Linked DNA regions of Mus musculus: region 1 is linked to region 2. Evidence: chromatin contacts called from public promoter capture Hi-C data. All regions are on one chromosome and are shown on one strand. The core of a region is the stretch at or near the end of the contact, and the rest is flanking DNA. Distances in the headings are between cores, read along the strand shown. Region 1 holds the start of Pnkd (paroxysmal nonkinesiogenic dyskinesia). Region 2 holds the start of Abcb6 (ATP-binding cassette, sub-family B (MDR/TAP), member 6).

Region 1 (3,879 bases), core at 181-2,680, 900 kb before region 2:
ATTCACTTTCATACAAGATTTTATATATATATATATATATATATATATTTTAAAGAATACCAAGATCCAGAAAGCTAACAAAGCTGACAGACTGCTAAACAGCAGAGGTAGGATTTGAACCCAGGGGTCACACTTAACCCCAGTGCCCTATGGCCCTTCCTTTGAATATCCTGCAGGCCAAAGTAGGTGGCTTTCACTTTGGTCTCTTATAATAGCTGCCTAGGACCAACAGGCCATACTCAAAAGCCCATCTGCACTGATCTGAGATGTTCAAAGGCCTACCTGAGTGCAATGCAAAGGTGACCTCACTATCATCCGGGCCCTCCATGCTACCGACCACCCCTTCCTGGGGTTCCAAGACCCAGCCCTCGTCATTGCCCTCTTCTTCTTCTTCCTCTTCCTCAAAGTCCACGTCTTCCATCTCCTGGGCCAGATCATCTGCTTTGAGAGAAGCGTTAAAAGATGGAGCTCCAAAGATAATACAAGGAATGGGGTAAGGGTTAAAGAATGAAAAAGGTGAAGCTAGGGTGGGTCGTGTGGCCAAAGGTTAAGATGTTGTCTCACACGTACCGAGCAGGAAGAGAGCACTTGGGGGGCGGGGAGGGGGAGAGAGGCTAGGTCTGAAGATCTGGTGTTGGCCAGCGACCGTGTGGGAAGAGAGGACAGAGGGCATGATGGGAAGGGGGTGTGTGAGGGGAAGGGCTAGGGGAGGCGTCAGGGAACCCCCACCCAGCCAGGCCTAGAAACTAAAGGTGGGGGGTAGGGGAGGAGGTCTGGGAGAGAAATGTCGGTAGGAACGACCGGTAGGGAAGGGGGGAGGGGGGACTGGGGAGAAGCAGGGGTCAGAGGCCAGGGGTGAGCGCCTCTTGTCCCGTGGCCTCAGGAGCGTCAGTTCTCACCCGGGTCCGGCGGGCCTGGATCCAGCTCTACCACCTCAATGATCTCTTCATCTCCGTGAAAGCTCAGAGTCTCCAGAGGCGGGGTGTCAGCGGCCGCTCCGCTCTCCGATTCGGACTCCATGCGGCGAAAGCTACCGATCCACTTCTCTGGGCCCAAACGCCTCCCAGAGTCAGCTCTGCGCGACGACGCGGAACTCGAGCCCCTCCTCCCGGGAGGAAGTAGGCGTAGGTGACTCCCGGCCGAAAGAGCGACGGCATCCGGGCCAATGGCGACAGTGGTGGACTAACAGAGCCGCCAATCATAAGGCAGAACTAGGATGACCAGGCCGGGGCGTGGCGGGAGAGCCCAAGCTCCACCTTACATGACTCCGCCCCCAGCTGAAGGGAAACAAGCGAGCGTGCGCGCCTCCAGGGTCTCCTGGGAGGAGTAGTTCTCCGGGGCCCGCTACGCGGACTTCTGGGAAATGTAGTTTTTGCTCTGTAGGCAGGACGGAAGGCGCGGGGGAGGCCCCTTACGCAAACTACAATTCCCGACGGGGAGCGCAGTGAAGGGGGGTGGGACCCGAACATGGCGGCGGTGGTAGCTGCTACGGCGCTGAAGGGCCGGGGGGCGAGAAATGCCCGCGTCCTCCGGGGTAAGGAGAGGGACCCTCGGGAGGGCAGGGTTTTAAAAGATTCCGTTTCCTTTATATCCCACCCAGCGCGACAGCAGGAAGTCAGCATGCCAATTGCTGCCCACACCTCTCTGCAAGATCTTAGAGAGTCTGGGGGTGAAAAGATGCTCTAGAGGTCACCCAGTCCAACTCCTGCGTTTAGGTTGCGCGGCGTGTCTAGGGTCTTATTGCTAGAGAGGGTACCAAAGAAACCTTTAGACTCCCGCGCCCCAGGGGTTTCACACTCACCGCAGTGCAGAGGAAAGAGCCCTGGGCATCTGGAGGCTTGAGTTCTAGCACTGAGTAATTAGCGGTTTGACCTTGTGCGAAGCAGCTCGTCTTCGGGCTTCAGCTTCCTCTTCGACGGGATGGAGTTAGTTATCCTTAAGGATAGCTTAAGGTCCTGCAGTTTTAAAACAGTTCCCCGGATTTCCTTCATACGTATGTCTCCGGTGAGTTCCTCTGCAGTCCTTCCCAGCCTGACTTCTGAATAGAACAGCAGCGAAGCTCACTGCCTTGGCACCAGGGTGAGGAGCCCGCAGTGACGTTTAAGTAGCCTTCCAAAGGTGTCACCCGATGGCGATTTTCCCATTTCTCTTTAGATTCTTCACTGCACTTGTTACTCCAGACTGCAGTCACTCCCCTTCCTCATCTCCCATACTGACATGCCATACTTTCATTCACAGGGATCCTCTCTGGAGCCACAGCTAACAAGGCTTCCCAGAACAGGACCAGAGCACTGCAGAGCCACAGCTCACCAGAATGCAAGGAGGAGCCCGAGCCCCTCTCCCCTGAGCTAGAATACATTCCCAGAAAGAGGGGCAAGAACCCCATGAAAGCCGTGGGGCTAGCCTGGTGAGTTTAACTGCTCCCTTTGCCTACCAGTGGGGAGTGCATTGAAAGGTGTGGGGACCTAGAAACTTCTCTGAAATGCGGGTGGAGAGCTGAATCCAAGGGAAGGAAATTGCTGGAGTCAAGGGATGGACTCTCAGAAGGGGGGGGGGGGCTAGGGTGGAAAAATATGTAAAATTGGGGGATAGTGGCTTTTCTGTGGAGCAAATTGAGCTGATCTGATTTGAATTTGAGTCACTGGATTCATCCTTCCCTTTGGGAGCAGGGGTCACATTCCAATCCCAGTAATTAAGTGTCAGATTGCGTTGTGTAGAAGCTAGACGTGTTTCTGTGAATTCTGTGGATCTGATTCTGGCCTTAATACATATTACTGATTATCACTCACTAAAGTAAAAGGAAGGGAAATTAACATTTTTTTCCATCCAATGTCTGAGGTATGACAATACTTTGCCATATAACGTTTGAAGCTTTCTGAGGTAAACCTTGCATTTCCATCCCTCCAAGGAGGGAACAGAGGCTCCCAGCTGTGATTGTCACCAGCTCTTGTGGCTTCCTGTTCTTTGGCCCTTACCAATGCCCTCTTTCAGTTGTAGCTGCTAAGACTGAGAGTTGGTCGATGTACCTTAGTGGTTGTGCACAAGCTTAACACCATAAAGAAAAATAAAGAGGTCTGGCACGGGACATGAGACAGTGTATGCAGGGAGGTCCTTTGCTAACTCAGAGCAAGCCTGGGCTACTTAGGCTATCACACAGAAGCATTCAACACAAGTGAAGAGACTCATGAATATCAGCCGTCAGAGGAGAAATGAAGAGGTAGGTAGGACCACACTGGGCTTTGAGTACTATGCCTAGGAGTTTGGAGTTGGCTAGGATGTAATAGAGCACTATTACGGTTGTCTAAAGCAGGCAGCAGCAGGAGGCTCTGGTTTGTGGGGTCCCTCCAGCACTCAGCACAAAGGACAGGTAGACGTAAGATGTCTCACCACAGCATTTGTACAAGTGACAAAGCTGGCCTGATTCTTCTAGCTCCTCTGGCTCAGTGCCAGTCCCTGCCCAAACCCGGTACACATCTCCCCATCCCTAGGGCCATCGGCTTCCCCTGTGGTATCCTCTTCTTCGTCCTCACCAAGCAGGAAGTGGACAAGGACCGATTGAAGCAGATGAAAGCTCGTCAGAACATGCGGGTGTCCAACACGGGCGAGTATGAGAGCCAGAGGTTCAGGGCTTCACCCCAACAAGCCCAGTTCCCTGAGGTTGGGTCTGGGGCCCAGACCTGAGTGAGGATCACTGCAACCTTGTGCTAGACTATTGACTGCCGTCTTGTGTGGCCATGGCTCCTGAGGCCCACCAGAGGGCGCAGGATGCCCAAGCTGCTGCCAGCACCCAACTCTTCCACACCGTGGAAGGAGCCAAATGCAAATAAAGTTATTAAGTACTGACACGGAAAGGAGGCCAGGTTGAATTTGTAAGTTCCC
Region 2 (4,454 bases), core at 921-3,420:
GAAAGCCACTGGATCGCAAGCTGAACTTTGGGATGAGAACTGATTCACCTCGAGAGATGGGATTATCGGGTCCCCCAAGAAATTTCTTTCCCCAAAGTCTGGTATTGAGACAAAAGCCAGCATTCCTTCAAAAGCTTAAAGGGGTCAGTCTCTGGGAAAAAGGGACGCGTGGTTCTTCCATTACCACGACTATGATGCCTAATAGCCTTTCAAGTTCATTGTTCCCAGTCCCTACTCAAAAGCTCCCTTCCTCCCAGGTACCCAGTCACATATAACCAGGGACACCCTCTCCCCCATGCCTCTCTCTGCTTTCCCCGAGAGACTGCTTTAGTAGTTTGAAATAAATCTCCTTTTCACCTATGGAGTGGCTATTTCAGTTTCTTTGCTGCACCCATTTCATTCAGAGATGATGACACGGAACAAAATTATAATAAATCCCAGCATTCAGAGGGGCTTGGGAAGTAGCTCGGTGGTGGACACATGTTTAATGTTCACAAAGTACTGGGTTCTGCACAAAGCTACTGCACAAAAGATACTCTTGACTGAGAAAACTAGGGATACCTGGTTCTGTTGTTTTGTTTTTGAGAGAGGCTTTCTCTGTGTAACAGCCTCAGCTGTCCTGAAACTCACTTTGTATACCAGGCTGGCTTTGACCTCAACAGAGATCTGCCTGCCTCTGGGGTTAAAGGAGTGTATACACTTGGCATACCTGGTTCCCTCCTACATCTTGGTCTTCTTCATGAACGTGTAGAGTATAAGACTGGGGGCGAAGTCCTGGGGCCCAGAGCCCCAAGATAAATAGCCCTCCAGAGGTCACATAACGCAGGACCCACAGGCCAAATTGAACCTAGAATGAAAGAGAGAAGGGGCTGGAGAGATGGCTCAGCGGTCAAGAGCACTGACTGCTCTTCCAGAGGTCCTAAGTTCAATTCCCACAACCATTTGTAATGCCATCTGATGACCTCTTCTGTTGTGTCTGAAAACAGCTACTGTGTAGTCATATACATAAAATAAATAAACCTTGAAAAAAAGAAAGAAAAACCAGAAAAATAAAACAATGACAGAACAGGTGTGAACCACTACCCAAACCTATTGTATTACTTCTTACAACACTCAGATGCTTACCAGGAGCCTAGCAACAGGTTTTTTTTTTTTTAATTAAAAAAAAAAAACCCACAATGACTCAGCACAGACACACCCCATCCAATGCTGGGTAACCCCACCAGCTGGCTATCAGCTTCCAGCCACCGCCAGACACTCCATTCTTTTTTCTAAAGCATGGAGCCAGTTGGTCCTGACACAGTACTTGTCAAATATCAGTGTATCTCCTTCCCATAAGGCTCCTTACCTGCTGGCCCAGATCTGCTCTGGCCCACCACCACTGCGGGCTGTTCCAAGATACTAGGGCCAAGTTCTCGGCTGCAAATGTCACAGTCCAGAGGAGCAGGAGACCCAAGCTATGCCTGAACTTCATCCAGACGCCCATTGCCAGACTCTGCCGTGCCTGGCTCCGTTCCACCACGAGCAGCCACAAGCCACAGACGCTGGCCAGACTCTCCAGCACAGAAGCCAGCAGTAGGTAGCCTGGCAGACGGACCCCCCGAGCAGTGCCCACTCGGCCAGCCAGACCAGCCAGGGGCAGTGCCATCTGAAGTGTGGCCAGAAACAGCTGCAGCACATATGGGGCCACCCGAGGGCCAGCCGCCCAAGACAGCTCTTCTGGGCCAGCAGGCACCTCCCGACGCCTGCGGGGAAGAACCAGCACCAAGGCCAGTACCCCCAGAGTCAGGAGTGTCGAGGGCACTAGCGTGAAGAAGAAGCAGGGACTCAAGCCATTCTGAGTCCAAGCGGGCCCCGCCGGCCCTTCGGTCTCGCAGTAGTTGCCCACAGTCACCATGGCGATGTGTGGCTGCTGGCTGAACTTGAGGTCACTGCACAAAGAGTCGGGCTGACCCTTCAGAGAGGGCCGCAGATGCCAGGGTGTCCTGGGACATGGAGCTACGCCGCTTGGGTCGCGGGAAGGGACGCACGTGGACCTGCTACACTGCCCACTCTCTTCACGCACGCGCCGCTACCACGCATACTCACGCAAGCCACGTACGCCGTGCTTGCCGGTTCCCACTCGCTAGCAGCTGGGACCCTAAGGCTCGGAGCCGCCGCACAAAAATGTTGGGTCCTTTACGGCAGCGGCCCCGCCCACCAGATCTATCCAGGGTTCCCATTGGCCAAGGGTAAGGAACACAAATAGGGCTGAGAACCGACTGGGTCACATGTCCAAGGCGGGAACTCTAACCTGAATCTGACTGGAGACTTTGACCTCCACAGAGTAGTGCGTCCGAATTTGCACTCCCCACCCTCCACCCCCGCCCTTTATAAAGGCATTACACCGAGGCCTCCCTGGTCTCTAACCTGCTTCAGTTCCCTCTATTATAGTGCTAAAGAACGAACTCAGGGCTTCACACATTATCAAGCTACTGAAGCACACTAGAAACAGCTCTTCTCTGAGTCCTAGTTCTGTTCCCGTGGTCCTGCAGGCGTACTTGTTTCCCAAGCCTCCCGGCCAGGACTCTTTTACAGTCCTAAGACCCCCCCCCCCCCCCCCAAACTGCTGCGTGGGGGAAAAAAAAAGATGCCACAACCAGATCAAAGTCCCTTCTTTATTAAGGGTTATCAAGCTGTACAGGGCTCCCACCCTGTCTGCTGTGGCCTGCGACAGTAGAGTCCGCCACCTTCAGCTTAAGTTTACCTCCCACAGCTGAGCTGAGCAGAACTGGGGAAGGGAGTGCAGGAAGGGTAGGAGCTGGATCCCAGCATGCAATGTCGAAGCCCTAGGCTAGGGTGAGTCCATTATCCCTCCATTCTCCTCTTGGTAAGTGAGGGATACTGGGCAGAGCTGGGATGTATATATAACTGAGGTCACACTTCTGCCCTGCCAGCCCCTCTGTGCAGGTGGTAGGACTACATAGAAGCAGCCAGGAAGGCCTCACACTCCCAAGTGCTCGTCCTAAAAGTTGAAGAGGGTAATAAAGAATTTTCATCCTGTTCCTGCAACTTAGTAACCTTCCATCTTAGTGTCAAAAGATAGTGAGGGGAGCTGGGAGCTAGGGCTCTCACCCCAACAAAAAGCCAAAGCCAAACAGAAGGGGGGCAGGTGAACAGAAGGGGGGGTGGTCAAGCAGCACACATGCCAGTGATGTGCAGGGGGGAGGGAGGCTGCAGCGCAGGTTGAGGTGAGGACTGGAGGTAAGGGCCACAGCCTGAGCTGCTCAGCTATTCCAGGTTCTGGAGGGTGGGGAGGCTAGGCTGCAGGGATTGAGGGTTCAGGCCCTGCCTCCCCACTCCACAGTTGGCACAGGTTCTTCTGCTTGGCAGCACTTCTGTGGCAGGAAGCCCTCTGGAGACTTGCAGGGGTGGATGCAAAGATGGCAGTACTGGGACTGGGCTGGGGACCAGTTTCTAGCACCACACTCTGAGCCAAGGGAGTCCTGGAGACGAAGCTAGACTCTTGTGTGCCCCTAGTCCTCATATTCTTCCTGGACTATGGTAAGCCCAGCATTGGCACCTCCCTTGGCCAGGCAGGAACACACAAAACACCACACGTGGGGCCAGGCGACACTCAGAGAGTCCCTCTCATGGCAGACAGAAGGGATGGCAGGGCAGCTGCCACCTCCATCCTGGAGCATGGGAACCAGCTACCGCCTTGCCTATACCTGTGGAGGAAAGGAAAGACCGGTAGTACAGATAGTCTTCAGCTATCGTCTTGCCCCAGAGGAATCTAGAAATAAAGGAAAGAAAACGCTGGAAGCTAGGGAAGTTAAGTCTTGAACTTCAGAGCAGTAAAAAGAAGAAAGTGGGTTTTTTGCTTTTCAAAAATGTATTTGTGCATGAGTGTTTTGTCTGCATCGAAGTCTGAATCAGCCGGCTGTGGTGGCTCACGCCTTTAATCCCAGCCCTCAGTAGGCAGAAGCAGGTGGATTTCTGAGTTCAAGGCCAGCCTGGTCTACAAAGTGAGTTCCAGGACAGCCAGGGCTACACAGAGAAACACTGTCTAGATAAACCAAAAAAAAAAAAAAAAAAAAAAAAAAGTCTGAATCATGTGTGTGTGCAGTACTTTTGAAGACCAGAAGATGGCATCTGACCCCCTGGGGCTGGGGTTACAGACGGTGGTGAGCCACTGTGTGGGTGCTGGAAAACGAACCTGGGTCCTCTGGAAGAGCCCCCAGTGTTCTTAGGCACTGAGCCATCCCTCCAGCCGTCTGGAGAGTAGACAAGAGCATGGAGGAGTGGGAGACACGCTCCTTCACAGGAGGAGCTGGTCTTCACTGGAAGTCACCACTTCTGGCAGTGGTTCTTGGCCTCACAGCCTTTACCTTGTGCACTTGAGGGGGGAGTTCATCCTCTGAGCCCTCCTCTGGCACCGGCTCTGGGTGCCTTGATGCTGGCTGGCCATCTTC

Evidence for each region. Capture Hi-C pulls out chosen DNA fragments and counts their contacts.
Region 1: a contact with region 2 is called in a promoter capture Hi-C map of liver, with 3 times the contacts expected there. The contact joins the promoter of Pnkd here to the promoter of Abcb6 in region 2. A contact is called at or near these places in 2 of 39 promoter capture datasets (the HPC-7 cell line and pre-B cells) and 2 of 9 other capture datasets (adipose tissue and liver).

The regions. Positions count from the first base shown.
Region 1 is chr1:74,283,604-74,287,482 of GRCm38.p6, forward strand. It overlaps Pnkd (paroxysmal nonkinesiogenic dyskinesia), which reads left to right and starts at 1,431. Exons shown (of 10, transcript NM_001039509.1): 1 at 1,431-1,534; 2 at 2,239-2,407. The coding sequence starts at 1,468. Aamp (angio-associated migratory protein) reads right to left here and starts at 1,135. Exons shown (of 11, transcript NM_146110.3): 1 at 900-1,135; 2 at 283-438. The coding sequence starts at 1,020.
Region 2 is chr1:75,178,222-75,182,675 of GRCm38.p6, forward strand. Abcb6 (ATP-binding cassette, sub-family B (MDR/TAP), member 6) reads right to left here and starts at 2,171. Exons shown (of 19, transcript NM_023732.3): 1 at 1,349-2,171; 2 at 710-847. The coding sequence starts at 1,897. It overlaps Atg9a (autophagy related 9A), which reads right to left. Exons shown (of 16, transcript NM_001288612.1): 15 at 4,371-4,454; 16 at 2,640-3,710. The coding sequence ends at 3,705.